Regions from separate parts of the Zea mays genome. Here region 1 is linked to region 2. Evidence: chromatin contacts called from public Hi-C data. All regions are on one chromosome and are shown on one strand. The core of a region is the stretch at or near the end of the contact, and the rest is flanking DNA. Distances in the headings are between cores, read along the strand shown.

Region 1 (2,888 bases), core at 90-2,589, 170 kb before region 2:
ATCCAAAATCTCTCCCCAACAATCCAGACAAGAATTTCTCCCTAAAATGGTCCAGATTTTCTCCCCCTAAACATCCCCCTTCGACAAAAGATCCCCCGCTGAGAAACAATAGAGATGCAAAAAAGAGTGAAGAACTAGGGAGAATGCAGGAGCTTCAGGAGTATATCAGAGCCTGAGCGCGTTCGCTACCCGCCTAGAGGCGCGCAACCGTGGATGTTGGTGTGTACCAGCCAATCAAACATGCTCTATAAATATAAGTCTAAGGCATGTAATCTTTTTGATCTACTGCGTGTGATTCCTTGTCGGTCGAACTCGTGATACTTGTGATTATAAAGCTAGGTCTATATTGTCACTATAAGACTATCTCTAGCAGACTTCCTAACCCACTCTCTATCTCACACCCTATTTCAAACTTCACTCTATAAACAGTACAATCTACAGTGCAAAACAGTACTTTATACGGTCGTTTACACGACCTGCTGGAGATGGCCTAAGAAGTTGAGGTGACTTATGGTGACTTGAGTTGCTTCATTACCTTTACTTTAAAAATAAATATCTATTTGTAGATAAGTTAGCGACTGCTATCGCCCAATGTTAGAACTAGTATATAGCGGTAGTAGTTTATTGTGATTCAAATTTATAATGGTACTATTTTTGGAAGTAGATTATTGTGATTCAAATTTATAATGGTACAATTTTGGAATATTTATAAAATCATAGATTATACTCACTATATATTAGTATGCCTTATAAATATTTTTATTATATCTATGGCATACTATTATTTTCTATTAAAGTTTTTATAAAAAACATGTAAATAAACAATCTCAAACAACCATTCAAGGGTACAAGTGACTTTTCTAAAGAAAATCCTATTTTAGTGAAGCTTAAATTTGTTTGTAAGGCAAACACTTTTAGAAACTCCGCAAATTTGAAGTAGAGCTGCTCAACTATGAAGTTTATAACGTTGACCTAACTTTTGTGAAGTCGAGCTCTGCCAAATACCCTCATGATGCTCCTCTAAAACTCTAAACTTTTAAAAAGTATAAAGTTAGATTTAAACTTTAGTCCATCAGATCTAGTACTAGAACTCTAGATAACTGAGCTAAAGTACTCTAGAGTGCTTAGAGGCGAGAATAAAAAAGACCTTATAACCCCACTAAGGGCTTGTTCGGTTATTCCCAATACACATGGATTGAATGAGATTGGAAAAAATTGAGAAGAAATTTGACTTGTCTGGGATTCAAACCCATCCAATCCCACCCAATCCATATGAATTGAGAGCTAACCAAACAAGCCCTAACACTTGCCTAACTATGAATAATCGCAAAGTCCGCAGGACCAATCTGCAAAACTAGCATGAGTCCCGACAACGAGGGAGACGCACGGCTCACGGGCTCAGGAACATAAAATTCTCCAGACGGGCCCGCACACGATCACCATCAACCCGGGCTCCCGTCCCCCCGTACAAATAGAATAGGCACGCACACTCCGAACTTCCCACCCCATCTCCGCCGCGCGCACCGCCCAATCTCCGCCTCCACCTGCGCCCCGCTCAGGCGAGCAGAGGCTTCCACCACTCTCCATTTCCCACGCCCGCTGCGGGCTCGCGGGCGAGAGGGGATTGTCTGTGCCGCCGGGCGGGAATTTGATTCGTTCGATTCGCTGCGCCGCGATGCCGGAGCGGCACCAGTCGATCGACGCGCAGCTGCGGCTGCTGGCCCCCGGGAAGGTCTCCGAGGATGACAAGCTCGTCGAGTACGACGCCCTCCTCGTCGACCGCTTCCTTGACATCCTCCAGGACCTGCACGGCCCCCACCTACGCGAATTCGTACGCCCCGATCAGTACCGCCTTCCTCCTCACCCCCAGATCCGCATGTTTCGACGAAGCCGTGCACGTGCTGATCAGGTGGCTTCTCTTCGCGTGTGCAGGTGCAGGAGTGCTACGAGCTCTCGGCGGAGTACGAGAACGACCGGGATGAGGCTCGGCTTGGCGAGCTCGGGAGCAAGCTCACCAGCCTGCCGCCGGGGGACTCCATCGTCGTCGCTAGTTCCTTCTCGCACATGCTCAACCTCGCTAACCTTGCCGAGGAAGTGCAGATCGCGCACCGCCGCCGGATCAAGCTAAAGCGTGGGGACTTCGCCGACGAGGCCTCCGCGCCGACAGAGTCGGACATCGAGGAGACGCTCAAGCGCCTCGTCTCGCAGCTCGGCAAGTCGCGGGAGGAGGTCTTCGACGCGCTCAAGAGCCAGACCGTCGACCTCGTCTTCACCGCCCACCCTACACAATCCGTGAGGAGGTCTCTTCTCCAGAAGCACGGCAGGTGAGAATGATCGTAGTCGTAGCGTTACTGTGGACTGTGGTTGCTTTGGTTGAAGTCCATGCGTGCGGAAGCAAATGCTGAATGCTCCCCTGCCCCGTGGTGTTGTTTGTTTTGTTGTTGTTTAGGATCCGTAACTGCCTGCGGCAGCTCTATGCCAAGGACATCACTGCTGACGACAAGCAGGAGCTTGATGAGGCACTTCAGAGGGAGGTAAAATATATTGACTTCACCACTTGAGCTGAAAATGTTTTATTAAAAAGATCACTTTGATGATTTACTGCAGATTAAGCGCACCACAACCTTTCGTTAACATTTCTAGTTGGAAAATAGGTGTTCATTATTTAGCTGATCATCTCCTAGGCCCTTTTGTCCTTGATGGAGCCAGGGGCTTCGGGGTTTTAACGTGCGGATCCAGAGCATAGGCATCTCCACATTAGTGTTATTAGAACTTTGTCCCACTCCTGAAAGACAAGTTAGCTTATGTTGCATTTTTTGGCCTCTTTATGTGAGTGATGCCTGTCAGATTCTGAGACTGTATACCGTTCTTTGGGCTAGAATGCTATA
Region 2 (2,868 bases), core at 117-2,616:
ACTCTTTTTAGTAGCAGTCTCCATGTCTTCCCTCTTTCTACATCTAGCATCTTCAGCCTTCGCACCTGAAATGCTTCCTAGGCCTTTTTTCCTGCTCATCTAAAAAAATCTAAGGGCATGTGTTTTCACCACCTGGTAGTTGCGCTAGCTCAATGAATTCACTTGCTTCACTCGGGGATTCACCAAGATATGCTACATCATTATATTTTTGCTGTCACTTTCCTGAAGTTTAAGCGGAGTGAGGAAAAGAAGATGTTTAACTCCACCCAAGATGTGAAAACATTTAAACAAGATTAACTCAGACAAAATTTATTGATAAATACCTGGACGTTTCATACCAAGCTTCAGAGCTGAAGACCTGAACCTTGATGATCTATCCATCCATTGTTTCCCTTGTATATAGAAGACAATATAAGGAAATGAGCAGAGGAAGAACAATCAGTATGTTAGATTTGTATAACTAATGGGTAGTTGACAATAGGAGCTTTGTAACCACCATATGCAGACAGATAAAAAGGGACATGAATTTGTAAACTCTATTGATATCATAAATACGATGCAAAACCATCAAGCATAGCATTGATACAATGAAATATTTATCTTGAAGATTATTTTATGTTGTTAATTGTCCAATAGGTTCGTAAATCAGTTAAGAGGTTGCTCGTTGTCGAATAGATTCTTAAATCAGCAAAGAGGTTGTAAATGGCAGAAAATTGTCACATATTTGGACAACCTTTTTGGTGTTACCAAACATTAATTCCAGATTTTGGTTACGAGTTTCAGACACTAACACATTGTGGATGATAGGACATGATTGCTAGAATGTAACTGGTGTCGACAAACACAAACATACAAGATGAAAATAGGCTAACCTCCTGATAGGACATGGTTCTGCTGGACACATGGTAAGCGCAAATTCCGCATTTTCCTTATGTCCTGTTAATATCTAAACAAATAGTATATGCTAGTAAGCCATGTGCCAAAGAAGAGTATATCTGGCACACTGAACAAAACAATGAACCATATCATATCAGGGCGAGACTCGCTTGCTCCTAGGACAGCATGTCTATTTGGTTGTGCTTCAACATCCCAAATAAGTACCTGGATGACAATGGGAAAAATGTTGACATCATTCCAACTGTAACACATTATGCCTCACAAGAATTAAACAGCATCATAAGGTCTGAACATACATTTGGACTGTCAGTGTGAGTGGCTATGATCTTAATGTTCTGTGGAAGTTGCATGATTCCGTTAACCTGTTTGCAAGGTAAAGACATAAAATGCATCAAGGTTGAAAAAAAATTTGAGCTTGAGGTTCACATTGCTTGAGGTTCTAATTCTGATCTCTCTTAAACTGAAAGGCAGATCCGGGCATTTATACATTAAAAAAAGGAAAAAATCATCCAATCCAGAAACCAAACAAGCTGAAACCTAAAACCAATAAAACCTTTTGGCGGATTTCTAGCCCAAGGTAGTTCTGACTCTTGCCAGAATTCTTGGCGTGCCAAATCAAGAACCTCCCACTCCCTGGACATCAAGATATAGGTCCACTTATATCCAATGTTCACTTATATAGCCTTTACACGACTCCGATATAGGTCCACCAATGGAATATATCCAAACCGTGTAGTATAATAGCGATTGTAGTTTACATACGGATGCAAAGAACTTAGATAGTGTTTGGTTCCAGATTATGGTGGAGACAGAGTCACTCAATTTCAAATTTGTTGCCGTTAGGATCAGTTCCATATAGGACATAGTAGTTCTAAAAAAATAAAATTATACAATATTGAATCATCCAACTCTCTAAAAAAATTTCGGACGGACCCACTTCCTATGGAGCCGCTCTAACACAAGGGATGGTGGGAGAGATGGGGGATAGGAAAGCTAGCGGTCGAGCTGCATTACCTGCAGCCAATCATCTGTGCAGAGCATATATTCCGGAATCGCTTCCATTTCATGCCGCCTTGAATGCTACATATATATATAGATACTCCATACTGTAGTAGTAGAGACTTTGAACTCTATGATGCGGATGTTCTTCCTCCTCGGAACTGCCCATAGCAAGGGCATCTTTTGTGAGCCCCAGAATATCACTATTCCATGTTGATGCCGTATGGCATGGAGATGGAAATACTATAGCATAGGTCAAAAGTACTGGTCCATCATGGCACTGTAGGGCGGTCCCATGCCATGAGACTATTTGAGCCGATGAATGAATCCAATGTATATAGAGTTGTTTGAATGCACTAGAACTATTAGTTTTTAGCTAAAAAATTATTAGTGAAATTAGCTAGCTAACAAATGTCGAGCTAAAAATTAACTAATTTACTAAAAAATAGCTATTATTTGAATTATTAGTTAAATTGTTTAGATGTCGTCAGCTAATTTTAGCCGATAACTATTATCTACAGTGCATTCAACCACTCCGTAGTGATAAAAAATACTAGTATTACTAGGACAGAGTAAAGTTTTTCAGATGCGCAAAGTAAAAAATAAAAATAAAAATGGAATTTATGCAGACGGACAAGCGCTCCGGCTTCGTTCCAGCGCCTGCGTAGTATTACATGGGCTCAACACTGAGCCCATGTAGGGTCTGCCGTCGAGCCCAAACAAGCCCGCGACATCCTGGATCCACCGCCGCCGGCATCCTCGCCTTGCCTGCGCTAGCCGCCGGCGCGTGGCCCCTGGATTCGCCGCCGACATGTACCACCTCTCGATCTACGGCTCTTGTGACATGAGACGCTCGCTTGCCGCCGCTTGATCCGGCACTCCTGATCGGGAACGCTTGCTGACGCGCTCGATCTACGGTGCTGTCTTGTGAGTCGTCGGTCGGAGATGCATGCACACCGCTGCTCAGTCCGC

The links. A called contact is a pair of places that touch in the nucleus more often than the background predicts.
Region 1: a Hi-C map of bundle sheath shows a contact between it and region 2, with 2.4 times the contacts expected there. The contact joins the promoter of LOC100191460 here to the promoter of LOC103655968 in region 2. A contact is called at or near these places in 6 of 25 Hi-C or Micro-C datasets (bundle sheath, ear, endosperm and 2 more).

Annotation. Positions count from the first base shown.
Region 1 is chr4:235,706,032-235,708,919 of Zm-B73-REFERENCE-NAM-5.0, reverse strand. LOC100191460 (phosphoenolpyruvate carboxylase3) reads left to right here and starts at 1,339. Exons shown (of 10, transcript XM_008678212.3): 1 at 1,339-1,831; 2 at 1,933-2,324; 3 at 2,450-2,534. The coding sequence starts at 1,676.
Region 2 is chr4:235,531,662-235,534,529 of Zm-B73-REFERENCE-NAM-5.0, reverse strand. LOC103655968 (WD-40 repeat-containing protein MSI4) reads right to left here and starts at 1,366. Exons shown (of 3, transcript XR_002750497.2): 1 at 1,194-1,366; 2 at 873-1,101.